Regions from separate parts of the Mus musculus genome. Here regions 1, 2 and 4 are each linked to region 3. A link is a contact called in public HiChIP or PLAC-seq data. All regions are on one chromosome and are shown on one strand. Each heading gives the region's core, a stretch centred on a gene start, on an enhancer-like site or on the middle of the called end of the contact. The rest is flanking DNA. Distances are from core to core; before and after follow the strand shown.

Evidence for each region. HiChIP or PLAC-seq counts read pairs in DNA pulled down with a chosen protein or histone mark.
Region 1: an H3K4me3 HiChIP or PLAC-seq map of bone marrow-derived macrophages shows a contact between it and region 3, with 7 times the contacts expected there. The contact joins the enhancer-like site here to the promoter of Acbd7 in region 3. A contact is called at or near these places in 2 of 39 promoter capture datasets (both in embryonic stem cells), 30 of 484 Hi-C or Micro-C datasets (the 3T3-L1 cell line, 3T3-L1-derived adipocytes, Sertoli cells and 15 more), 7 of 115 datasets of contacts at active chromatin or transcription factors (astrocytes, bone marrow-derived macrophages, effector CD8 T cells and 4 more) and 3 of 9 other capture datasets (adipose tissue, liver and macrophages).
Region 2: an H3K4me3 HiChIP or PLAC-seq map of bone marrow-derived macrophages shows a contact between it and region 3, with 4 times the contacts expected there. The contact joins the enhancer-like site here to the promoter of Acbd7 in region 3. A contact is called at or near these places in 18 of 39 promoter capture datasets (the 3T3-L1 cell line, 3T3-L1-derived adipocytes, the C10 cell line and 11 more), 5 of 15 datasets of contacts at CTCF or cohesin (CD8 T cells, the NIH/3T3 cell line, large pre-B cells and 2 more), 152 of 484 Hi-C or Micro-C datasets (the 63-12 cell line, the AML12 cell line, B cells and 90 more), 22 of 115 datasets of contacts at active chromatin or transcription factors (the 230-238 cell line, CD8 T cells, the SCID.adh cell line and 16 more) and 3 of 9 other capture datasets (adipose tissue, liver and macrophages).
Region 4: an H3K27ac HiChIP or PLAC-seq map of microglia shows a contact between it and region 3, with 5 times the contacts expected there. The contact joins the enhancer-like site here to the promoter of Acbd7 in region 3. A contact is called at or near these places in 3 of 39 promoter capture datasets (hippocampal neurons, liver and pre-B cells), 1 of 15 datasets of contacts at CTCF or cohesin (the NIH/3T3 cell line), 3 of 484 Hi-C or Micro-C datasets (the C10 cell line, Th1 cells and liver) and 4 of 115 datasets of contacts at active chromatin or transcription factors (CD8 T cells, bone marrow-derived macrophages, memory CD8 T cells and 1 more).

Annotation. Positions count from the first base shown.
Region 1 is chr2:3,755,346-3,761,746 of GRCm38.p6, reverse strand. The region is part of intron 1 of Fam107b (family with sequence similarity 107, member B); the gene reads right to left. Among named protein-coding and RNA genes, the nearest start is that of Fam107b, 45 kb to the right of the region's middle. Within about 2 kb of position 1,301, at least 27 of the 459 cell types and tissues checked have an H3K27ac peak or open chromatin away from gene starts, as enhancers often do. A contact at or near this core is called in astrocytes, bone marrow-derived macrophages, cerebral cortex and 1 more, where this site is marked.
Region 2 is chr2:3,786,891-3,793,927 of GRCm38.p6, reverse strand. No RefSeq gene overlaps it. Among named protein-coding and RNA genes, the nearest start is that of Gm36031, 17 kb to the left of the region's middle. Within about 2 kb of position 5,632, at least 25 of the 459 cell types and tissues checked have an H3K27ac peak or open chromatin away from gene starts, as enhancers often do. A contact at or near this core is called in the HPC-7 cell line, Sertoli cells, bone marrow-derived macrophages and 3 more, where this site is marked.
Region 3 is chr2:3,331,026-3,337,448 of GRCm38.p6, reverse strand. Acbd7 (acyl-Coenzyme A binding domain containing 7) reads right to left here and starts at 1,281. Exons shown (of 4, transcript NM_030063.2): 1 at 1,228-1,281. The coding sequence starts at 1,239. Rpp38 (ribonuclease P/MRP 38 subunit) reads left to right here and starts at 4,821. Exons shown (of 2, transcript NM_001013376.2): 1 at 4,821-4,922.
Region 4 is chr2:3,662,792-3,669,719 of GRCm38.p6, reverse strand. It overlaps LOC108168726, which reads right to left. Exons shown (of 5, transcript XM_017319361.1): 3 at 5,247-5,361. Among named protein-coding and RNA genes, the nearest start is that of Fam107b, 47 kb to the left of the region's middle. Within about 2 kb of position 5,454, at least 77 of the 459 cell types and tissues checked have an H3K27ac peak or open chromatin away from gene starts, as enhancers often do. A contact at or near this core is called in CD8 T cells, Th1 cells, bone marrow-derived macrophages and 2 more, where this site is marked.

The sequences.
Region 1 (6,401 bases), core at 52-2,551, 420 kb before region 3:
AGTGGAAGATTCAACCCAGCGCTCTCCTGCTCCCAAGGACTTAACACTTAGTCCTCTGCCCTAGAAGCTAACTTTCCATACCATCTGTCTTAGTCAGGGTTTCTATTCCTGCACAAACATCATGACCAAGAAGCAAGTTGGGAAGGAAAGGGTTTGTTCAGCTTACACTTCCATGCTGCTGTTCATCACCAAAGGAAGTCAGGAACTCAAACAGGTCAGGGAGCAGGAGCTGATGCAGAGGCCATGGAGGGATGTTCTTTACTGGTTTGCTTCCCCTGGCTTGCTCAGCCTGTTCTCTTATAGAACCCAAGACTACCAGCCCAGGGATGGCCCCACCCACAAGGGGCCTTTCCCCCTTGATCACTAATTGAGAAAATGCCTTACAGCTGGATCTCATGGAGGCATTTCCTCAACTGAAGCTCCTTTCTCTGTGGTAACTCCAGCTGTGTCAAGTTGACACAAAACTAGCCAGTACACCATCTCTGGTGTGTCTCTGCAAAGACAGATTCTAACAGCACAGCAGAAAGACCTCTGGCCACCACCTCTTCCCACCTCAAGCACAATGCCTCTTGCCTAAGCCACATGAAGCAGAAGCAGTCACACCATGACACCATCTATTAGAAATCTGGGGCTGTCAATTACTTGTGCCCTTGGTTGAGTCCCATGAGACCTGCTGTGCCTCAAGTCTTACTCCATTCACATTGCTTTGCTTGCCACAGCCCACCCACCCCCTGCACTGGGTATCACACTAAGGGTCACCCAACAATGTACTAACTGGAGGATGCACATACTGAGGGATCAAAATACACTGGAGTCACTAACCTCACTAGGTTCTTTCTTCTCTGACTCTGCCACTGTCATTTCTTTCTGTCCCCATGGGATACAGTAAATACTTCTGTCAGGATCCTAAAATTCTAACTTTTGTCATCCCTCCTCTTAAGCCAGCAGAGGAGAGACCTGACTCTTCCAAATTCCTTGTCCTGAGAAATACCACATGTTGTTCCGCTGAATGTGACTAGGAGCTATTCATGCCAAGCCTAGACGGTGGGCCTTGGGTTTACAAAAGAAGCCGTGAAACAAGGAGGGCAGGCAGGCCAGCACACGCTCTGAGCAAAGTCCTTCTCTAACCTGCTCTCAAGTGCTTGGCACAAGTTCTAGACAAGTTCTATTTGCTAGAGATCTGTACAGGGAACCTGTGTTCATTTTCCCAAGTAACTGCTCTGCTTCCTCTTAAGATGGCTCAGTGGAAGTCCATACACAGGACTGGGCTGGAGAACGGATCAGCAGAAAAGGCATGTGTGCCAGCCCCGAGGACTTCAGTTCAGTTCCCAAATTTAACATGAGGAAAGGACAGAAACAACTTCCTCATACTGTCTTCTGACTGCCAAAGGTTTGCTGTGACATCCATTAGTATGTGCAAGCCATCACCAAGGTTTTAGCCACCAACAGATAACACAGATTTGTGTCAGGTGCAAAATAAATACTAGAATAATAAGTTCATATAAATGTTCCCCTGAAATAATTAGTAGCTAGTTAATATGCAACACATGAATCTAAATAAACCTCCAAGCAACTGAAAGGCTGCCTAATTGATGATCCTGTTAATAATTGATTGCCCAATACTCACTGGCCTTAAAAATTGCTTCAGACTGATACATAATACCTATCATGTCTGAGAGTGGCCAGTATGCACTTTAGATGGAAGAGTGTCCCTTTCTCCTGCATAAAGTGTTTTGAAGAAGTCTGAGGTTCAAGGGCCCTGGGTTCCACTGGTACAGCACTCTGGTCTAAGAGTGTCACCCAGTGGTAAAAGGCACAAGGTGTGCTCAGAGCCACTGGCACTCTCCTAAAGAAAGCACTGGCCATTATTCCGTCACTACAAGGAAAAAGAAAAAAAATTATTTTGAATTACAATACAGTAACTAGCAGATAATTTCTAAAACATAAAGAGGAGAGAGCCATTCTCTGTCCAAGACTACTCAGAAGCATCAGTGAGCCACACAGGAAGAAGAGCCACCCCTGTGAGCAGCAGCACTGCAGGCAGACCTGAGCCCACAACCCCAGGCCGAAGAAGTGACTAGAGTGAAGCTGGCTCTCAGCTCTGCTGTCTGTACCAGATGTGCCCGCTACAGTTCTGCCATCTTAGTGTGAGAGCTGAGGACTCTCAGCATCCAACTCCACTCCAAGGTAGGCTCTTTGATTCCACAAATTAAGAGAAGACCAAGGAAGAAAAGGAGGAGGAAGAAAGAAACAGGACCTGGGAGGTGGCTCAGCAAGTAAGATAAGCCAAATAAGCTCAGCCGACGACCTGCACTTGATGCCCAGGACCCACAGTGGAAGGAGAGAACTCATCCTGAGAGCTGTTACCTGACCTCCAAAGAGCTCCACAGCATGTGCATACACACACAGACACCCTCCAACACAAAGACAGGCACGCACGTAATAACAAATACATTTTTTAAAGGAGCAACATAAACTTCACTTGTTTACATGGTGAAGCTCAACTGAAAATAATCAGTTTCCTGGGGCTATAACTCAATGGTAAGGCCCCTGTTTGGCATGTATGGGTCCTTGGGTTTGATCTCCATCATTGCTAAACAAACAAATGAATAATGAAAATGTACTTATCTGTACAAAGGAAAAGCTAAGCCAGATGACCTGGAGGTCCTTTGAGAGTTAAACATTTTGATGAAAGAGGAGTTGAACTTACCCATTGACTCAACCAGCCTGGCATAGTGTTGAGGGCTGCAGAGCATCTGACATCCAATAGAGAGCGCTCCCCTCAGATTCCACAGAGGCCCCAGGAGGACCTCCACTCTGCCCCTTAGGACCCCCTCCTACACACCCACACTGAGTAGGCCTTCTGAGCGGGTTTTCAGTTTTCCTCACCTATCTATCCTCCCTCTATGTCTGTCTACCAGAGTCAAGCAGTGAGTCCCAGGGCTAGAGAGGGCCAAAGAGAACAAAGAACTTACACTTCATTCAATCCAAACACCAATTCCTTTGTGGTAGAGTGATGGCTCGGCAGTTTACAACAGTTACTGCTCTTCCAGAGGACCCATGCTCAGTTACCAACATCCACAATGAATGGCTCACAACCACCTGTATGTAACCCATGTTCCAGGGTGATCTGACGCCCTCTTCTGGCCTCTATGGGTACTGTACTCAATGTACACACATGCATCTAGACATACACTCACACGCATAACTAAGGGATAAGTCACGCAGAACAAGATCCCACGAACACCATCATCTCATTCCTCAGCTTTCCACTGAGGCAAAAGAGAGGCCGTGACCATGTGGCAGCAGCACATTACCATCTGTGGCAAGAAGAGCTCATCAGGGCCTACCCTGCTTTTCACAGTCGCCTATATGTTATAGTATATATACGATATTGTATATATCACAGCATCATGGCTTTCCTTCAAATTTGAACCATAAAAGCTGCTCTGAAAAAAAAAAAGTACAGACCAGCCTGTGCACTGCTCCCCGCCTGTGCACTGCTCCCTGACTCTCCTTGACTTGTGTTTACCTTCTCTAAAAATGCATGCTATTCTTGCCCCTGTCACCTAAGCCCAGACACATTAAAACAAACAAACAAACCTTTTCCCTCCTCATTCCCTGTATTTAGAGTTTACTCTTAATAATCTATTTTTGAGAAGGTATATTTTACAACTCCATTTCTGAAGAGTTGTTGGCAATATATAGCAAAAGGCATTAACATTCTTAAACTGGGTAATTCCAGCTCTAGAGAAAAGACAGATGTTGACAGAAGCATCCAGATAAGAATGTTGACCTCAGGAGGCTGGAGAGATGGCTTAGATGTTAAGAGCGCATTCTGCTCTTGCAGAGGACCCGAGAAGGAGAAAATGAAAATACTCACATTATAGCTCATAACTGCCTTCAACTCCAGCTCCAGGGGATCTGATGCCCTCAGATGTACAGACACCACCACCCCCTACACACACACATCCCTATGTGTATCACAGGAATAAAATCTTAAAAATAAACAAGACCATTGATTCCAGCATGACCTCAAATATTGAAATAGCAGAAATGGTATTTAAATATCTAAGAATGGAATATAATTCAGCATAAAATTAGATATCACTAGAAAACATAATGAAGGGGACAATATTCATGATTAATTAAGTGGAGGAAAAACCACCCAGCTAGCCTGAACTTTGTTTTGGGTTCATCTGTGTGCAGGAAAGCTCAGCACAGAGACCTGCAGTCACCTAAGCCCCAGAGCAGCAGCCGAAGCCACACAGGAGACTGTCCAACACAATCTGAATCACAATTTCCGCATCTTCGTCCTGTGTGCTGTGCGCCTCACAACCCCTGAGGGATCATAAATGTAATGCTGTGCACATGGGGAAACTGAGGCCCAGTGCAGCTGGAGATTTAGCCCGACAAGCTATCGAGTAAGCGTTCTACAACCACACACCCTGCACTAATCGTGTCTCTCTGTACCTGGCGTTCGGGAGCCTGCCTGTGCTTTGCCCTAACTGAGGAGCACAAGGCACCCTCTCCTCCTTCCTCGTGTGTCAGTCCTTCCTTAGGAAGCTACTAACATTCCCTAGTGCCAGCATCTCCACTGTCACATGCCTAGACGGGTACCCCATCAGCACATTTGAGGACTGCACATAGATTTATTAGTAAGTGCCCGTTATTATATCCCAGCCCACATCATTAACAATTAAATACCAAATGCACAGGTAAGTTATCTCTGCTACCTGCTATGGTGCAGTGGCTGGCCAGGAACCACTGTCCACAAGCCTCAAAGGCTACCATATTTAACGTTATGCAAATTTTAACTAATTTACTTTGATTGTTCTGGTTTCTGCATGATTCTTTCATCTGAACATTAATGCAGTGCTTAAATATTTATGCCATGCCAATTTATATTCACAGAAGTCAAGGTGGGAGGGAAAACGAATCAGAAGTCATCCCACTGCCTCAAACTCCTGATGGAGGACGGAGGCAGACTGGGGCCCTGTCACTCCTGAGTGGAAGGAAATTACAGACCAGAAGAAATTTCCTGCTGGACTCGATTTCAAAGCCTCAAACACTCCTGCTTTTAAGAACTGAATACTAATGCAGAGAATTCATGACTGGGCTCAGCTCATCAAAGTGATTCAAACAAGAGGCTCAACATTCAAAGGACCTAATGGCTGAACCTTTGCAGAGAGACCTGGACCACTTCCCTGTTGTCACAGAAGAGGAAACTGAGGCCGACAGAGTGGAAGCCCAAGGTCAGCCCTGAGCTCACATTTTACCTCACCACACCACCTCACTCACTCCCGGTTGCTCTCCCAATTTTTCCAAATCTATTTTCTCCTGATTTGGAGTTATTCTGGCACCGTAACTAACACCAGCACTATCATGGTCAATAATTAGATGGTATGTTTGGTAATCTATTTAAATGAGATGCACACTTTGATAACAGCATGGCAGCTTTGTGTGCTTCCAGAAGAACCCAATTTCAAGACTGCAGGAAGTCAGCAGTCATCTTCCCCCCTTTCCCCTGGAGACTGAGTAACTACGGTGTTCAGTCAGTGATCTCTCAGAGAAAGCCATCTCTACTTTACATCTGATCCCCCTGACACCTGCCTTTTCAAAAGCATCAGCAACTGCATTTGTGGGGGAAGAGAGAGTCAGTCTCACTGACACCCAGAGAAGCGAGAAACCGCATCAGTGACGCTCGACCCCAGTATATCTCCAGGACCTGAGGAAGGTACAAAGTGGGACACAAGCCACACTTCCATCCCCTCCCTGAATAAACTCAGTCTCTACTTCCTCCATAAATCCTGAAGATGCTCTTACCATCAAACCCAGCCTCGACCCCAAGAGCCCAGGTCCCAAGTGGCTCCTTCAGGCCACACAGCACAGCAGAAGGCCAGACCTTCCCCTCCAGGACAACCCAGGTCCTTCTGGCTAGGCTGGCCCTGCTAATGAAAGCTCAGTGAGACCACTCCTCCAGAAGTTCCTACGTGTCACTGGGAGCTTCCACTGATGGTGTGGCACATACTTCCAGCTCAGGAAGTTATGAGTAAAAAGGTACAAGAGAAAGCCTTAAAGAAAGACCCGGAACCTAATCCCAAACTTGCCACCTTTGCCACCTGTGTCCTTCCTGGTAAAACAATAGTCACTCATTCTACCACATTCCAGGTTTCCGTGTCAGAAAAGTCTGCATTGCAACCACAGTGTGAATCCTACAGAACGATGCTTCATACTCAACAGTTCAAAGGTTCACTTTTCATAATTATCAAGAAGAAATTTGCAAGCCAGAAACAATGGTTGCAATTATGTGTTTTTCTGGACATCTTAAAATGTTTCCTAGTAAGAGAATGTACAACAACTAGACCTGATTTCTGTTTCTACAGTGTGGAGACTGGGAT
Region 2 (7,037 bases), core at 4,383-6,882, 450 kb before region 3:
ACAGCCAGGGCTACACAGAGAAACCCTGTTTTGAAAAAACCAAAACAACAACAAAAAACCCAAAAACAAAAACAAAAACAAAAACAAAATTATTTTACCCCCAAACCACACGCTCCAAAGAAAAGCATCATGGAATGTTGATCATAAAACACAGTAAACATCCCTTAATAAAATGCAAATGCAAATTCAAGAACACTTATGAGAAATAAAATTATTGATCATAGCCTGCATTTTTAAGTCACTTAGCAAAAAAAAAAAAAGTGCTCTATAGATGCTATTGTTGCTGTGACACAGAGCTATGAGCCCCAGACTCTCTGATTACCCAGAGGTCTGCACAGCCAGACTGACCAAACAGCTGTCTCCCACGATTCAGTCTTTATAAAGCAAAGAAGGGGCTAGAGCGATGGGTTATAGGTTAAGAGCACTAGCTGCTCTTGCGGAGGACCTGGATTTGGTTCCCAGCACCTATATGGTAGCTCACATAATTACTCATAACTCCAGTACCTCTCCCATATTCTATCCTCCGTGAGGACCAGCCATGCACACAGTATACATACCATGACGGTAAAACACTCATACACGTAAAATGAAAAGCTAATACATAATACTATTTATTATTTATTAAATAAATAAATTGTTTATAAAATAGAATGGGGAGGAAAGAAAAGAGGGCAGAGGACACGGGGAGGGGAGGAAACTGCAAGTCTTGAGACCTGGGATAGAAAAGGGAGGCATTCAGTGCACCCTCAGCATCAATAAACCCAAGGGACTATTCAAAGACCTTCGTACTCCCAAGTCAGCATTCAAAATGGCATCGTACTCATGTGTCACCTATGCGTGTCTTCCTATCGCCATCTCCAGTTCTCTAGTAAAAGCTGAGTACATAGTTGTTCCACCATCTGTTTAGGACCAATAAGATTTGTAAAAGTCTGTTCATGTGCAATACAGATGCAGTGTTTCTCCAGATAGCGTCAGTCTGTGGTTGATTAAATCTGCAGTGTCAGATATGGAGGAAAAACCATAGAGAAGGGGCTCTCTCCTTGACCATACATACAAGTATCTGTGAATACGTTTCTTGAGCTTATATAACTTATATCATTAGTGTCATCTGAAAGATAATTGTGAAATTCAAGCAACCAGTTCCTCAACTTTGACCCATACTCTTTTGGACAGAAATATGTAGAAATCCACATGGTTAAAAGATTCTCAGAGTCATTTGATATTATAAAAATGTCAGAAATATGTAGAAATCCACATGGTTAAAAGATTCTCAGAGTCATTTGATATTATAAAAATGTCAGAAATATGTAGAAATCCACATGGTTAAAAGATTCTCAGAGTCATTTGATATTATAAAAATGTCAGATTTACCTACTGGTATAATAGTGGAATGTCCAATATAGGGGCCCCCCCACTGCTTTCTGATTGAATCTGAGGTCTGCTCCGCAGCAGTGAACATAAATATACCTGCTGCTGTAAACCTCATCAAAACCAACGGCTTGGGAAGTCACAGCCCCTGGAGGAGAGTATACTACTGCTATTTGTTTGTTTGTGTTGTTATTGTTTTGGTGTTATGTTTTGTTTTTTTTCTAAATGTAGTAAAATGTAGTCATGCGGCCTCAGAAACATTTATACTATCAACTAGTGCTGCTCTCTGCTTGAGTCAGAGCACTTCATTTTTGCAGCAGGGGATGTTAAATGAAATTAATACCTGGTCATGCTGTCAAGAATATGTGACTGTTGAGTGTTCTGCCCTAAATGAAAGTTACCTCACTTCCTCCAAAGTCCAGGGACAATCATAGCAGCTCGGGAGAGAGATCGTAAGAGCCAAAGGATGGCTAGAAACTATGAAACACTGCCTTCTGGATGCGAGGCTGCTGTAATCATCGACACAACACACAGTGCACGAGCTGCTCTCCCTCCCTCTCTTACCTCCTCCCACTCCCTCTCCCTCTCCCTCTCCTTCTCCCTCTCTCTCTCTCTCACACACACACACATACACAGAGAGAGATGAATTGAGAAGATGGGAGTCATTATCAAGGATGGGAATGATAAAGTGGGCGGGGATGGCAGAGTGAAGAAGATCACAAAGTCATCTATCTACATGTGTATATGTTTCTTGAATGTGTGTGACTACAGAGAAAGTCGGAGAATAGACAATGCTTTCAAGAATCATGAAAGCCAAGGAAACTCCAGAACCTGTCCATGTGCAACTGCTGTGGTTAGTTACTGATGTTCAGCAATGACAGGTTCACTCCTCTCATTGTGTGTGTTTGAGAAAGGGGGTTGGAGAGACAGAGAGAGACAGAGACAGAGACACAGAGAGAGATACAGAGAGATTAGAGATCTCTCCTCTCCTTTTGCAGTAGGTATAGAGGTATAACCACATAATTCACTTTGAATAATGACACCCACCGTCCTCAACTTTCCAGCCCAATTAGCACCCTGCTGTCATGGTAATATAGAATGAGGTGCTACAGCCAGCTCTGAGTGCATGCTGTGTGGATAGCTTCTCAGAGAGTCCCATGAGCCCACGGTGGGCTTTACAGAACAAAATCTAACTTTAGTCTCTTACACTACAGGATCCATCCTCACTGGCACATAGACTTCTGAAATCATACTCTCATTCATTTATTCAACATGTCTTTAGTACATCTAGTATGCACTTGTCATAGAGGTGGGATGTGGCCATGAACAGACACGAAACTGTCTAACCTGAAGTCACACTGTGAGCTTTCTTCACCTAATCTTACTTGCAATTCAACTGTCTTTCCTATTTCATTCCAGTGCTGTGTCATATGTGGCAAATGTCACATTTTGGCTAAAACACCTGCTGATATAGCTTCACAAGTTACCCACATTCAATATGAAAACTCAGCCGACCACTATCAAATGCCAACCTTTCTTTCTAATTGTTTTTCTAAATAATTTTCTTGGGCCTCTTGATTTTTATCACAAATGGCTTTTACAGACCCTTTCAGTAGCAGCACATATAAGAACAGGTGGAGAGTTGGAATTGTGTGGATCATGTGGAGGTACAGCACGAAGCATCCCCTGGAAGAGCACAGTCTTGACCATAAGCATCTGCAGCACGCTTGCATTCTTCCCTCCTAAATCAATGTCATGGCAGGGCATGCATGGCACCAGTGCAGTCATGCATGCACCTTGGAATCACTCCAAACGGGTGTGAGAGCTGCTTCTGCCGGAGATGGAGTGTGTGGACTCTGGAAAGGTCTGACTTTGATTCAACAGATACTTACTGCATGCTTACCAATTGGCAAGCCTGAAGCGTAAAAATTGCAATGAGTAAGAAATGCATTAGAGCTTCATTTGTAATGGATACATAGCTTTGGTCTTTACCCTCAAATCAACAGGATGCCAGTAAATGAGAGACAGACCAAAAAGGATGCCATAATACCAGAAGTTGTCGTGCTGAAATGCTAGTGTTACTGGGGAGGGATGAAAAAATTCAGGATGGATTTAGGGAGCTAAGTGGGCAAAACCATTTGGTTAGCCAGATGTGAGGAGGGGAGGTATGCTAACTCCCAGCTCCTAATCTAGATGAGTGTGGTGGTCTGGATGAGAATGGCCTCCGTAGGCTCATATGCTTGAATACTTAGTACCCAGTTGATAGAGCTGTTTGGGAGGGATTAGTATGGCTTTGTTGGAGGAGGTGTGTCACTGGGAGCAGGCTTTGAGACTCACACCATTCCCAGTGTGCTCTCAGCCTCTGCTCCACCCATGATGGACTCCAGTTCTCTGAAACTATAACCTCACTTAAACCCTTTCTTTTATAAGTTGTCTTGTTTGCAGTATCTTATCACAGCTATGGAAAAGTAACTCAGACAATGAGTGAGCCTGGCCCCATCCCTGAGAACTGGAGAGCGAACAGGGGTGTCATAGGGCCAGGTAGATCTTGGGCTCACTTAATTTTAATGAACTACATTTCTCTCTTCTCTACAGCTGCAGTGACAGCAGCACCCAGTGGGGAACTACAGGATTATTAGATCCTGAATGTCAAACACTGCACCCACTAAGTGGCACACAGAGAATGTAGTGATGGGGGGCATGTTTCCCAGCACCAGCTGTATGAGAAGCTGAGGTGACCTGTTCTCACACCGTGGCCATTGTTTTCACACCACCCTTCATGGTTGTCGTGGTATCGCATCTGTGTGACTCTTTCAATGTGTGTCTCTGGACTTGCCTTGATGTTTCAAAAGGGCAAGGTGCTGGCTCTAATTGAGCTCAATGTTGCAGTCTCAGGCATGGGCATGATATGTTATCCTGTATGCAGGACGGGGTGGGAGCGGGGCCGGGCAGAGGGGTCAGAATAGCCTACCATTTGGTGGCTATTGACTCTGCCATGGCAGAGCACACAATTTCACTGCTAGTAAGCAAATCAATACACACCCTCAGGAAGGTTTGTGGAGATAGCTGACACATATACCATAGGCACATCTAGGATGCAGTACATGGGAAGACGAAATGCTCACTTGCTCTCCTTCTGTCTAATCCAGGTCTTATGTTACTACTAATCCTAAGGGCCTGCTTTTCTTTGTACCTCTCTCCCCACCCAATCCGTGTGTGTGTGTGTGTGTGTGTGTGTGTGTGTGAGAGAGAGAGAGAGAGAGAGAGAGAGAGAGAGAGAGAGGGAGAGAGAGAGAGCCTTGCCTTCAGATATGTAAGTACAGATACACACATTCCATGATGCACATGTGGTCATCAGAGGTCAACCACGAGTGTAAGTCATTGCCTTCTGCTTGACCCAGGGTCTCTTATCTGCCACCATGTAACCCTGGCCCTTGCAACCTCAGGGATTCTCTCATCAGTGTCTTCTGACTCTCCACCTTCCATGTTTCTTTAAGGGTGCTGGGATTAGAGATGTGTCCAATCATGTAGGCTTTTTGGTACATTCTGGAGATTTGAAGTGAGGTTCTTACCCAGCCCCTAAACTTACCCAGTCTTAATTTTTGAAACTAGAGAAAGAGATGGGAAGATAAAGAAAATCCATGTTTTGTTTATATCACCTGAGCTGCTGGCATCCACTGTCACCTTCAGAGAACACCCATCTAGCAATAAAACCATACGATTTAGTGTGTGTGTTCTTGCTGGAATTTTTCCCTGTAGTTACTGTCTTCTGGTCATTCCTGTGACATTGTATTGAACTCTTATTGACTATTATTGCAATGTCTTATGTCTGAACAAAGTTATAAACACACTTCAAACACTGGAGCCAGCAAGCCATCTTGTATCTGTATTTGTTAAGTACAAGCAGTTAAATGGCTGCTTATCTCTGAGAAACACCAAAATCGCTGAGGAAGAAAGCAGAAAATGGGAAGAGAGCTCACGCTGTGACCACTTCTTAAAAATGGCACCGACTCAGCAAAATGCCTTGGCTCACTGGAGTTCTACATAGTGACTTTTTTCCATGCCATGGTCCTAGACTGCTTATCAGTTCCACACCAGCTACCTAGGAACCCCTGACTCTGGTTCCTGGGGTAAGGCACTGCCCTCCTGGGAGCAGCAATTCTTTTTTTTTTTTTTTTAAATCAAAACACTTTCCCTCCTTGCTGGCACCTGGCTGATCCAGATGCAACTGTGTCCTGGAATGATGGGGAAAAGTAAATTACAAAGGGCAGATGACAGCAGATATGCTGTAGTGAGTGGACCTTGGCTATTCAATCAGAATGGCACAGACCTCCATTCTGTTGCTAATTCTATTCAGGCCAGCCTCTGTCACAGCTCCTATGAGGCCTCAGGAAGAAGCAGAAGTCAGCCTTTCCCCAGGCTTAAATCTCAAGCATTTGGCTAGCAGGAGAAATAAAAGTACCAAGGAATCTGACAAAGGCCCTACCCAGGGCCATAGAAGAAAGTAAACAGAAGTTTCAGCATCACCCAAGGTAGGGGATTATCCAGGAAGACCTTGACTGAACAACCCTGGGGCTCTGCCAAGGCCTGAGAGAGTAGCAGTATCTCATTACAGGGCTTCCATTTATTCCATGTTCTCAGACACCTTGACCCCAGCCAATATAAACAATGCCAGCAAGGACCAGAGTAGAACCAACTTACCTTAAATTCCAGTAGCAGAGAAACCACATAAGGGTCAAAACTGTTTCCATGACAAGGCCTATAGCTAGTTACAGTCTTACATACACAAACAAGTTCTCAAGAGCAAAGGAACTAACGTGTTTGCAATTTTACAAATCAGGAATCAGGAATGTGGTAGGTCAGCTCACAGCAGCAGAGGTCCTATGAACCCACAGTGACTGTCTGTGGGTTGCAAAGTCAGGGAACCTAGCAGCTGCTCAGTTTGGAAGCTGAGCCTTAGAACAGGGGAGGTCAAGTCTGCAGCCCCAATCGAGGCTGGAGGCCTGGAACTCTCGGGAAAGTTGCTGGTGAGGGTTTGCAAGCAAAGACTGAAGATTGTAGGATCTGGTACGGGGAGGGGCACAAGGGCAGGAGCTTAAACACACTTGCTAGGGAGGAATCGCTTGCACAAGTGTGCTTTTGCCCCATTAGGTCCTGTCCCATCCCAGTGACATACATATTCACAACAGTGACCCACTATTTCTGGAAATAACCCAGATAGATTTAGAAGTGCTCTTTACCAGTTAGAACCAAGTCTAGCCATCGCAGGGGCCAAGAAAGGATAGTGAAGTTTATTCTGAGCCTGCTTCACTTCACTTTATTGATAAAGCCCAGACTGGTGTTGCACCCCCTCTGACTCCACCTCCTGTGCACACACACTGCACCTATCATCTCTTTATTCATTCACTCCCTCACCTTGGCAATATCAATTGTTAGGTTTTATGATATTGGATTGCTGAAACCATTGTGTTTATTACCTACCAATACATGTCCTGTACATGCCAATAATTTCAAGACATGGTATCTGAATGATAAAGAACATTGAGTTAATACAATACTTCCAGTTAATGTTTATTTCTGCCCTTTTAAGCCCTTGGGATTCACATTTTCTTACTGTGTAACACTTTACAAATAAGGCTGGGTATTGTGGCTTGCACCTGTAATCCCAA
Region 3 (6,423 bases), core at 32-2,531:
CTAGAATATAATGCATGTTTTGTTATATTACTACATTGGTAAGAATTTCAAATTGAAATAATACACATATGTTTTAAGAACTTTTCATTTGTAACAATTTATTCTTTAAGCATAAACAAAGTGACTTAAACTTTCAGTGACTGCAATTCCAGTTTTCTTTGATCATACTGATGCTGATATCTAGCAAGTATATATTTTTTAAAACTAGAATCTTATTTTATCGAAATGAAAGAACATTTTCATTACAGCAATAATAGATTTAATACATTCAACACTGATAGTAATAGAAACCCACACCCTGTATCAATTTTAATTATTGAACTAAGGCTAGCCTTCAATGCTGCCCTATTGTCAGGGTGGCATTCATATGCCTTAGCTCATTGTCCCTTCGTGATATTCTTTAACTTTTAAATCCTAAAGATTCCCTTCTCCAATGCTGCTTTAAATGCTGCCCATGGAGGTAGCTCATTTAACTGCCTCTCTCCTCTTTTATTTGCTCTATGTTTATTACGGCATATATGCGGGTGCACATGTACCATGGCATGCATTTGGAGGTCAGGGAACAATTGCAAGGGACACTTCTCTCTCTCTACCATGTGCATTCTGAAGGTTCTGATCTCCAGGCTTGCCAGCAGATAGAACTCGTGCGCGCGCACACCTTTCATTATACACACATAGAAAGAGGGCATTTATATATAAAAGCAACCTATATGTGTTTATCTGAGAAAAGGGCTTCCTGGTTTTTAATTCCTATTTATTCTCTTTTCACTCTTATCAATAAAACAGTAAAGTCAGAGCTTTATAATCTAGCCCTGTTATTCAACAAAACACATCTATGAAAATCTCCCGAGGTCCCCAAGAGCAAGGGGATGTGGAGACCCCAATGGATGTCACTTGCTTCCTGGAGTTGTTAAGAGAGAGAGGTGAAGAAGCCCCCGCCCCCAGGAGCTTGTCAATTCTTCAGATCTGGGTAATTTTCCCAGAGGGCCAAACAGGTTGCTATAGAGATCCTGGGTCCTTGTCAACAGATGGTGAAGTACAATATATTGTGAAATATACTGCCCCACACTGCTTAGGCAGGTGTGGGAGTCACTGCAGGGTCGCAGCAGCAGAAGGCTCCTGGGGGTTACCTGCCCCTGTCCTGTCCCAGGGCTACCACACCTCCTCTCGCCCCATCAGAGCGCTTCGGATAATTGCTTTGGCATGGCCTTCCCAGATCTGGCTTACCTGCAAGGACATAATGATGAGACACGGAATGCTGTGACTCTCCCAGCTCAGAGTGAGAGTCCCCGGGGAGCGGGCTCCGCTGCTTAAAGAGCAGTGCTCCTCCTCCGGTCTCTCCTATTGGTTGCTCTCTGGGCATGGAGGACTAATTGGCCACAGGAGCGGGAGGGAGTGTCTGGGAGGTAACTCAGCCCAGTGTCTCGGAGCTCATTTAATCTCCTCTCTCTTCTTTTACTAAGGCGAACTTGCAGGTGCACGCATGCCTCCGCTGCCTCTCCTCAGTTGAGACTGTGGCTGTTTCCTTCCCTTTTCCTTGCCTCTCCATTCTACCTCTGGGTGTAGCGGTGTTAACTATAGCACTGTATGTGCTGAAGTTCTTCAGAGTTGTTCCTTAACCCAGAGAGAATACACATAACACCTGTCACCTGACCTCAGGGATGGCCGATAGCGTCTCTCGGGAATTCGAGACATGGTGTTGGTTTTGTGCTTACATGACTATACACAAATGTTCTGAACCTTACCAGGCGCCTTTTCTCCTTACTGATCTGATCTATGGAAGGGTGGCACTGCTACCCACTGTTGCCTGGGGTGGCCCGAGTGCTCAAGACACCTCCCATTCATATTGCTGCCCTGGACACAGATGTGGCTATAGACACTCCAATGGCACAGACTCGAAGCCTGTGCTTTGACTTGGTATCTCGTTACTAAAGTCCATTCCCAGTTAAGTGACTTTTAAATGTTGGACTGATTGTAGACATGCAGGAAAGGCCATAATGAAGTGGATATTTTGGACAATTACTATACACTAATTAAAAAACTAAAAATAATCGTTATTAACAGTATGTTTGTAGACTCCACAAAACCACAATAGCATACAATGCTGGGCAAAGCTCAGAATTCCATGCAAGCAAGAAGAATCTAGTGTTCAATTCTTGAACATTTTGTTGACAGACTGTATTGTCAGCTCTAATGCTACGATTTCTGACTCAGACTCTTAAGCTAATGTTATATTGTTGTATCCTTTAAATCCAGCAGTTCAAGAATTAAGACAAAAAGAATACTTTCATAAACCTTCTAAGTTATTAAAATATTTTGAGATATTTATAAAATTAACTATGATCATAAATGGTACATTTATAAACTGTTTATTCACAAACATAACTTATTTACAATGTAAAATAAAAGCTATCATTGAAAAGTAAATTGACCATTTAGTGTATATATAGACTACCAAATGCATAGTAATTTAGGGAACTATGGGAAGCATATATTTGTTAAAAAAAAAAACCTGAACATAAACTGATTAAACATAATCATAAACATAAATTGATGTAAATAAAAATAAAATAAATAAATAAATAATAAAATAAAAATAATAAAATAAAAATAATAAAATAAAAATTAAAAACTGAATTGATGTAAAATAAGAGCTATAATTGAAAAGTAAATTGACCATTTGGTTTGGTGTGTGTGTGTATATATATATATATATATATATATATATATACATACATATACACATATACTACTTAGGAAACTACAGGAAGCATATGTTTGCAGAAAAAAATATGAACATAAACTAAAGTTGTGCTACACAAATGGAAAGAAATTACCTTTGAGATATATTCTTTTGGGTAAAATCCTTGTGGAAAGATTGCTAAATTCTCAAATAGAAAACAAGGCCCAAAATAGTAGCGGCTATATATAATTTGTATTAACTTAATTCTGCCACAGCTGTCACTGGGTCATAGTGGTTCCATTTGTCAGACATGTACCATGTGGCAGGCACTGTGGTAAGCATCTTACACAGAATATTCTTCTAATCCTCAGAATAGGCACTATTTTTATCATTTCATAGTTGGCTAATTAACTTGCCTGAGGTGTAGGGACACTAGTTAGTGGGAAGGCTAGGGTGTCAACATAGCAGCCTGGCGGCAGAGGCTTGTAATGTAAGAGCTGGAACTTTGGTGGGACAACACTCATAGCCATTACCTTTTTACTTCTTTATCTTGCCCCTCTTTCTGCCTTTTTTTATTTTTATTTATTTATTTATTTATTTATTTATTTATTTTTCTGTTATGGTGTGTGCAAGTTCTGGCCCCGAAGGCCCAGTCTGCAGCCTCCTGTCTCAGTCTTCCACGAGCCAGGATTTTATGTGAACCTTTAGTATTTCAATTCTACCATCGCGATTTGTCTTTAGCGCTACATGACTGCGGGTAATAGTAAAGGACGTCTTATATGGCACAGTCAAAACTCGACCGAACTTAATCTAGTTCATCTACTTGTGATAGAAACCACAGCACGCTTTTCCTGTAAAAACTTCAACAATCTTTGACCACAAGCAACAGTGTTTGTTCTGTTTAAATGTTCAATAGGTGGTGAATAATGGAAACGTAGAAGCTAGATCCTATATGTTAGTCTAAAATGAGCAATGAAAACACCGAGAAAAAAGAGGAAGATAAAGAGAAGGACCTGAATCCTCCCAAATTCATAAGAACAGAAAGTAATTCCTGTCAAGTAATTTTTATTTATTTATTTATTTATTTATTTATTTATTTATTTAATGTATGTGAGTACATTGTTGCTGTCTTCAGACACACCAGAAGAGGGCATTGGATCCCATTACAGATGGTTGTGAGCTGGGACTTGAACTCAGGACCTCTGAAAGAGCAGTCAGTGCTCTTACCCGCTGAGCCATCTCTCCTGCCTTTTTTTTTTGTTTGTTTTGTTTTGTTTTTTGTTTTTTTGAGACAGGGTTTCTCTGTATAGTCCTGGATGTCCTGGAACTCACTTTGTAGACCAGGCTGGCCTCGAACTCAGAAATCCGCCTGCCTCCCGAGTACTGGGATTAAAGGCGTGCGTAATTTTTAATCTTTAGTACATTATTCCACTGCTTACCAGTTGTAACTTTCCAGTGATTTTGTTTCATAACCTTTCTTATTTTTTGTCTCCGTTTGTCAGAAGGCACAACAGCTATTGCCGGAGTACTCTGGAGTACTGCTGTGGAACTAAATGCAGCCCCTATTTTCCTTTCAGTGTGCCCAAGATTCTACACATAATCTCTAAGTACATGCAACCCTATAACCCCTATTTATTTGATTTTCGTGGCAGAACACGAGCTCCGCCTACCTGCCTCTGCATTACGTCACTCCCAGTCAGGGGCGTCAGGCGTGGTGTGTGGACTAAACCTGGCACAGCACTGCGCAGGCGTGTATTCTGTCTCGCGAGAGTCTGTGGTTGCTGTAGTAACCAGCCTCTCCCAGGGACGCGTGCAGGGGAATGGGTGGCTATAAGGGCTGGAGTTTTGTATCCCCAGAACAAAAAGAGACAGCAAGGCAGAAGCAACTGGGCTAAAAATGGAGAGCCAAAAGGAGAGACGAACCTCTCACAGAACCGAGCTGTTCCGCATCGTCATTTTGGACGACCAGTCAGAAGGGAGAGGCTGGTTACTACAGCAACCACAGACTCTCGCGAGACAGAATACACGCCTGCGCAGTGCTGTGCCAGGTTTAGTCCACACACCACGCCTGACGTCCCTGACTGGGAGTGACGTAATGCAGAGGCAGGTAGGCGGAGCTCGTGTTCTGCGCACGCTCAGTGCAGGCGCACGTGGAGCGGGCGCAGTGGTTCCTGGTAGTGACCGAGTTGCTGTAGTGAAGCGATCCGTCACGTGGTCTCCGCGGGGCGCTTCTGCTCAGGTGGGCGCGTGCGTGCCTGTGGCTCGAGTCCCGGCCCGTGGGCACCCGGGTCACCGCGGGGTGGGGGTCATCCAGAGCCCGCTCTCCCTGAGGTTCTTTCCGGCTGGTCTCAGCCGATCCCTGCCTTCGGGGGTTTCCTTCCGTCGTGTTGTGTGATGCGGGTACCCCTTCGTCCTCCCGAGACCGCGGGAGCTTCTCTGCTGCTGACAGCCTTTCTAGGGTCTCTTCCCAAATCAAGGTCTCTGTGACGCGATTCTAATCGCGCCGCCCTTCTTGAAAGGCTCTAGAGTCACCATCTTGTCCTTACCCAGTATCTTCAACTCCAGCATCTCTGTTCGGGCGATACTGAACTTTAATGTTCTTCTGTAATCCCTCACTGCCCGCTTCCTTCTTGGGCTATCTAAAGAATTCCTTCAAAGGAGGAATATTTTAGATTGCGGTTGGTTAATGGTCGTTTTCTCCAGAGACTTCAACTAAGGCCTGTTCCTCAAGATAACCTCACTACTCTGGCTTTAGAGTGAGCCGTTTTTATTACTCGCAGAAGCTTTTTGCTTTGCCCAATGCCTAATGGCCTGCAACAGCAAGGATAATTCATAATAATTTGATAGAAAAAAATGTATGTAAGTGCTCTACCAGGCACAGTGTACGTTGAATAAGGACATGAGAAACCAGAGGCCTCATTAAATAGCCAGAATCTGTAATATGGGTGATGAGTGAAAGGAGAAATGCTTGAGAAATGGGAGTAAACATTTTGAGTTTGTAATTGGTCCTGTAGGCAGTAGCAGCTTGCAGACATAGTTGGCAAGGTACTTGATCAAGCTCTGTGAACCTGTTAATATTCAGCATTTTAAAAATTAGTATTGCATGGCGGTCATCTTATGTAGGCTTGGTTCTTTTTTTCATCTCCCCTTCCAGGTTTTTGTGAATCAGAGACATACATCCCAATCTTGCAATCCCTTGGTTGCAGAGCATCTGTGAGTGTCCCCCATGCTAGGCAGGGACAGTAGCTGACTTGCAGTTTGGCAAGCGTTGTGGTGGGACCATTTGTCCCTTGCTTCCTGGTCATTTTACTCAAAGCTAGCTACCAGCTGCTGGTCACCTCGATAGATTTGGACGACCTGTTCTTGAATCTCTTAGCTTGTGAGGAGCATGCAGCTCATGGGGATTGATGGAAGCAGTTATTATGGAAGCAGCTATAGCCAGTGTCTGTAGCAGTGGGCAGCACTGACAGAATCAAGATTGCAGCTCTTACTGGGAGTGAGTGCAACACCATCTCCAAAGGCCGTGCAGTCTGGAGATGCCACCTGCCTCACATCAACATCTCCAAATGTTGGGCAGCTTTTTACCAGCACCTGTGGCACAGTTGACTCCCAGAAATTCCAGCTCAGTAAGCTCTAGGGTGAGTCAGCCATCTGATGGTTCTTAAAAACCACAGGTTATTTCTAAGATAGATCCATGATTAAAAGAAGTCTTTAGAAAAACTAGCTGTGAGTTGTACAGT
Region 4 (6,928 bases), core at 4,205-6,704, 330 kb before region 3:
ATACTTGATAGTTGAAAGAGTAGATGGAGAGTCCACATTTAAGGGTATTAGCAGACTAGGATTCAGGATGCCATCAGTCTCAGTTACAACTAGCTACCAGCTGTCATTCAACAGCAGAAGTTGTTAAGTGCTGGGCAGATACATAGTCATCTCCTGTGAGTCTGGTGCTCTGCTGTGCAGTTGCTGTTTGAAAGTAAAACAAGGAATTTCCTGCCAGCAGGGTAAGGTATGTGTTAGAGTTCTGTGCTGTAATAGAATGCTAATATAGAAGGCTGGGGCTTCAGAAGGGACCGAACCAATGCCTCTGGTCAGGACTGTCTCTGGAACCCAAAGTAGTACAGCCAACACTCTCTAGGAGGACATTTTATCCTGTCCCATATATCTCGTGCATATTTACATTTTTATTAAGGTACTGATATAATTAAGGAATAAAAATATTTTTGGTATCAATAGAAAAATAGAATGAATGAGTGAGATAAGGATCGATCTTTTGGAGAGAACAAAAAAATATACTAAACCTTCTTAATAAATTTAGCCCTTCTTAATAAATTTAGCAAGTTTGGAAAATGTGCAATAAATATTCCAGTGTAGGAAAGCTTGGTTAAAGTTTTCTTGTCACCTCAGTCGTTTCCATTTTGGGTCAAAAGTTAAAGGGAGGAAGGAAGGAAGGAAGGTCTGAGGTAATTACAGTCTAACCAACAGCAAAATGGGCCCCAGATCGCACAAGGAAGCTGGACCCAAAGAGGAAGAAAGCCTTTGGCTTGGAAAAACTGAACCACCAGAATTTAACTGGCTAGTCTTCCCTCAGAGCATGCGCAGTCACTCTGGCCTGTTGCTGAGAGGCAACATGCAGGAGCAGGAACAAAAAGCCAGAGAAGTACTGGGCTAAGAGGCTTTCAGAGGCTGCTGTTGCTAGGGGACCACTTCCTCCTAGTTCCAAGGGCAGCTAACTCAGGCTATTCAGAAGTCCCTAGAACAACCTTTCTTAGGCTTCACCAGAGGCAGGAGGGAGAAAGACCAGCTCTCAAAGCACAGGCGTCATGGTTACCCTAAGCCAAGTTCGGCCTTTTCCAGCAGATGCCAAAGAGCTAGAGGTGCTGGGGTGAAAGGAGAAATAAACAGGTGTCTTGTTTTTGTGAAACCAGGAGACTGGCTTGTTCCCGCCTTGACCGATCTGAGTGTGCTAGGTGCAGTCAGCGACGTTCTCTTCCACTACTTTATTAACAACTCCTTGAAGTGACAATGTTTTTTTTTTCTTTTTTTCATCTTCAGATGCTCACAACTCCAACACAGTTGCACATAAATAGCTGTCCATGTTCCTTGTATTCAATGTCTCCATTCATTAAGACATACCAGGACTTGCTCAGCTCTGAGTTGGGTGCTCAGATGGAGATAAAAATACAAAGATGAGGCCAGGCATGCGGTGGCGCACGCCTTTAATACCAGCACTTGGGAGGCAGAGGCAGTCGGATTTCTGAGTTCGAGAACAGCCTGGTCTACAGAGTGAGTTCCAGGACAGCCAGGGCTATAGAGAAACCCTGTCTTGAAAAACAAACAAACAAACAAACAAACAAAAAACAAAAACAAAACAAAATACAAAGATGAGATCTTTCCTTCACTATGTCTCCAGACCTTTTGTGAAAAGCTATTCTTAGAGCATCAAAGCCATCCATCCTTCAGGAGAGCTGACTGTACAAAATAGGTCCTCGAGGCTGTCTTTTGAGGTTCCTTCATAGAAGGGGAGGATTGGGAAGGTCATTAGAGCCTCACCTAAGATTCCATTCCTTCCTTCCTACACAACCCATCCAGCTGTACATGACAGACTGAGTGTGGGAAACTTCCTTCTATACAACTATGGGGATGTCAGCATACATGCTAAGGTGAGATTTGGGGAGGGGGTGCAGCTGTTTGGGGATTACCTGTTCTCCTATAAGTAACCCCCTACACATGCAAGTAAGCCCAGTAAATTCATTGGACTTTGGGAGGTGAAATCATTACTTTGGTCCATCACTGGTCCTCTGTCTTGATTGAGTAAACATTTGTTTATATATCCCCCAGGAAGAGCTCACACAACAAGATCCTGTATAAGATACACAGTTAGGCCGGGCAGTGGTGGCGCACGCCTTTAATCCCAGCACTTGGGAGGCAGAGGCAGGAAGATTTCTGAGTTCGAGGCCAGCTTGGTCTACAGAGTGAGTTCCAGGACAGCCAGGGTTACACAGATAAACACTGCCTCAAAAAACAAAACAACAACAAAAAAGATGCACATTTAGGATTGGTTTAGCTGACAGTAGAATTAACAAGAAGCAGAAGGGTAAATGAAATGTAAGTTTCAGTTTGGGTTTCTTACACACAAGATAATACTACAAAAAGACAGACAGCTTGTCATTATTGCTTTCTGGTTATAAGAAAGGAAGATGTCTACACATTTTCTTCTCCATCTTCAGTACATGGGTTGATCTTTATGAGGTCCTGACATAGTCCCACCTGGCTGACAGGAAGGAGAATGTATGTCCCCTGAAGGAAGCATTCCAGAACCCTCAGTGTAGCAGACGATGTACCTCAGTGTAGCAGACGCGACATTAAAGGCTTTCTAAGAACAACGTTAAATCTATTTAGGAGTTATAAAATTTGTCATATCTGAATATTCTTCCCTTTTCTTCAGTTTAAGCTTGTGAAACCTCATTACCATGACCTTGGAACATTAGACACTAGTTCATCTCTAACTCCTACACTCATTTAGAAGCAGCATTCCCTGTCTACTTAGCATGCTGGGAGCTAAAGTTATAAAGGTAAGCATGTGATGTGAACACTCATTTCCTCACCTGGGCAAAGCTGGGCCTCATTCATTGTTTGTATTCTGCAGTTAATATCACAGCTCCAAATTAAACCTTACTTTTTCACTTAATATTAAATGTTTTTTTTGTTCATTTTTTGCTATGTTGATATGTTATGATATGTTATATTTTGATATGATGTTTTTGTTATAGATCACTATATATTTTAGAATAGTGTATGCTTATAGGAAAAATGAAAATAGTATTAAAAATCAAAGAAGCCACATTCCCTTGCTTACCATGCATCAGTCAAAATTTGGGAAAGGTTGGTTGTAAGTAGTAGGAACAGAAAAAAAATTGTCTGGCATTGTGGTGCATTGCAAAGTCCCCAGTACATGAAAATCCAAGTATCAATGTGATTCTTCTCTTAATAATCGTTTCTTAATAACCAACATTTGATTGGCAGTATCTCCCATGTTTTCTCATAGCTATTTCTTGTACTTGCTGATATTGATATCGTTTCCAAGCTAAAGAAGCCATATTAGAATCCCTGTATCAGGATCTCCTCACAGAGGACAAATGAAGACAAGCCTTGACAACTTGAGCTTACGTACCATTGGCCTGCCCTCTTCTGTGAAGGTGGTAGGAATGTAATTTTATAGATGAGACTGTGACCGCACACAGTGATATCAGTATTCTATGGCTACAGAAGAGAATACATATGAAGAAGAGTATGAATAATTGGCCCATCTCTGACACTGGCGATGGAACACATTCACAGTCATGAACGTCTGGAAGATACGGGCCATCCGAAGGGGTTATTGGGATTACGTCTTGCTTTATATTATCTTATCTCAGTGATACCAGAGAATCTAGCTTGGACTTTCCAGTCTGAGTGTAAGATTTTTATGGCTAAGTACATAGCAATGTGTGTAAGATTTATAAAAATAGGCAAAACTTGGACCCAAAAAGGTCAGTGATAAGCCAGGCAGTAGTTATCATTTTAAAGGCATATATATGTCTTTAGTCCCATACAGAGAGAAAAAGGCAAGTTCAGGGTGGTGGTGTATAGGGGTCTATTGCCTTTGCTTCTACTGATGTAAATATTATGTCCTGATAAAGTCAGAGTTAAACACCTACTCAAGTCCATCAAAGCTAAGTGGAAACATGATGTCTCATTTTTCTACTTTATCTTCATCAAAGCATGACATTGTTTGTCCAGAGAAGATTCTAAGAACCCACTAGACCTCAGAGTTCCCGCTTCATTGGGGGAAACTATGGGGTGGGGCTTTCTAAATGGCACCAGACCTAAAGTCTCTGCTGATAACTTTGCTAAATCAGAGGCATATAAAGCTAACCTTCTTGACGTGGTATTGATGAAACATTATCAAATCTGTCTAGAATACATACTGAATTTGAGACGCTATTAGAAAGGACAAGAGTTAAAATGCCTTTGGACTTAATCAGGCCTGGATCCTAGATTCATCCTGTTCTTGCTATGAGACCTTAGATAGAAGGACTTTTAAAGCTTGCTGAGTTATCTGCAAAGGAGAAACAAAATACCCCTATCTGTGTTACTAAGAGGATTAGATGGTCACTCTACCAAAGACATTGAGCAAGGTGCCTCACACATCCTAAGTATTCCAGGAGTGTTTTAGCTGTTGTTATTGTTGTCATGGACACCAGCTTGAGCACCTGTGCAGTCAGTCACAGTAAATCGGTTGTGATAACGCGATCCTGAAAATTAGCTGGTAGCTGGCCTCAGGATAATCAAAGGGCTAGCTGAGGAACTTGTAGTCACTTTAAGAAATTCATGTAATTGTCCACATTCTTTATGTCTTTCTGCATCATTGGAATAAACCACATACTATAGAAAAGGCATCTGTGAAAAGAATCCACATTGAAAATATTATGAAAGTTTATATAAAGTTCTGGATACATGAACTTTAAAGTTGCCAAGAATAATGGCTTTAAATGAACATAACATCAAGTATGTGAACCTGACGCCCCCGTCTTCACCCAACACTGAGCAAAGGCTCTGTAAATACTTAGGGAGCACATGGACAAGTTAAATATGTCCAGAATGGGCAGATGCCACCATATTACAACTAAGACAAATATTAGAACCAGGATTTGGTGAAATGTACATCTACTTGTTGAGTCTTTGATTCCATAGCTTGGAGGAAGCTAAGGGCAGTTTGTCCCTTTGTCTCCTTCTCCTTAGCATAACAAGCTGAAATTTTCCATGATTCCTACACACACTGGAATCGTACTTGATCAAAACTCCATCTGCAAGGTGCCAGGCACACGGCCAGATGGAAAAATTCTCCTGAGGCAATTTAACCTCATCAGCGTTTCCAAGCAAGAACAGAGGCAAGCAACTGCCACCCCAGTGCCCTCAGAAGTACGCAGGAGCCTCTCCCTTCTCTAGAGAAGCCCAGGTCCCAGGCTATCCCTGGTGACAGCTACTGCAGCATCATGATAGAGCTGGTTATTGCCAATGGTCCAGCCACACCACCCAGGATACGACTGCATTTCTCAGTGGTATCTTCAGAGTTGTGAAAGCTTTCGTAACCTTTCATCACTGAAACCAGGAAGAGCATTTACACAGTACAGTATTAGCCCCTCGTACCAAGTAACACACAACTGCAGGAAGCTGGGGAATTGCGCAAAGATCTCTGGCTTAGGTAAGCACTCACAGGCTTGGTACGGGCATTTCCTCTCCCATTTCCATAGCAACAGCCCCATACTGTCTTCTTGGATCCTTTGATAACAAAGCAGAAACTTTTACTAAAGGAGCAAAAACACACAACATGGTTCACAAAACACGTGGGAAGAGTTTCTTCTTGTCTGAAAAATGGCATGGCTTCTTATTTGTGTCTCTTCCTCAGCTCCTACTTCCTTTCACAACCTAAGCCTCTAAGCCAGGAGCTTAAGCTTCAGATGCCCTCGGCCTGGGCCTGGCAGGATACAGAGGGGCAGCTAGAGAGAGAGCACAACTGGAGTTTTCTTTAGGAACACAGGCCTGCTTCTCTTACTTGTTGCACTTTCTGTAGAAACTGGAACCTGGAAACTGAGCTTTTTTTTTGTTTTTTGTTTGTTTGTTTGTTTGTTTAAAGACTATGAGCAAACAAAAATCTACAATTAAATGGATGCGCCGGAGGGTGTTAGTCATGTAGTAAGGGTCTCTCTTTGGGGGATTTCAGAATTATTTTCTATTTTCTCAGTGGCTATGAGGAATATAGACATGCATTTCCTTTATTTACTAATTATAGCCAGAATCTGTTAATTTGCTGACAGGAAAACATTATTTCAGAACAGGCTTTAACACTTTGCTGTGTTTTATGTTCTCTTTCAACATTTGTATGAGGGATAAAGAGCCAGAGGTGTTCTTTCCCAAGCTGATTTTTTGCTGATTTTTTTCCCTCAAGAAAAGTTTACACAGAGCCAATGAGCAATTGAGATGAATACTGGGGTGCAGGTTTAGTACTGGGGTACAGGTTTAGTACTCAAAATTAAACTACACCATGATTTAAATTTATCCAAAGTCAGATCAAGCATACACAAATTGAGTTGAAATATGGGAACAGATATGCTTCAAGACAGTGAAATTAAAGATGAATAAATATCACTTCTTTTCACCAATCATCAAACATCTAACAGATAGATCAACTAGAACATTACAACTGCAAAAGACCATCAAGTATGAAATTTCGAGGCAAGCTATAATGCTGACCAATCGGGTATGAGTACTCTAAAGAACATACGTTAACTTATATTTAAACCTGTTACATGTCACAATTTTATTATTATCCAGTAGATGTTGGTCTCAAGGAAACCTGGGACAGGTCTCACTTACTACCTGTGGCTCCATTCCATCCCCTACCCTAAACCTCTCCTTCTCACAGGCTGAGCTTCTACTTCCCTTCCTCAAACCTGACGCCAATAGAACTCTGCCATTTTAGGCTATGCCAGTCTCCTGGCCCGGGTCACCTCTCTTGGTCATCAGCTCCTCTCTTGCTCTTCCTCCCTGTGTCTCCTCTCATTCCTCTGGTCTCCTCTCAAGGCCTGGTTTACTCTGCCAGCCATGTTCAGTATGGACTCTTCCCTCTGCCTGCCTTCTCCCTCATATCTACAATAGAAATCTCCAC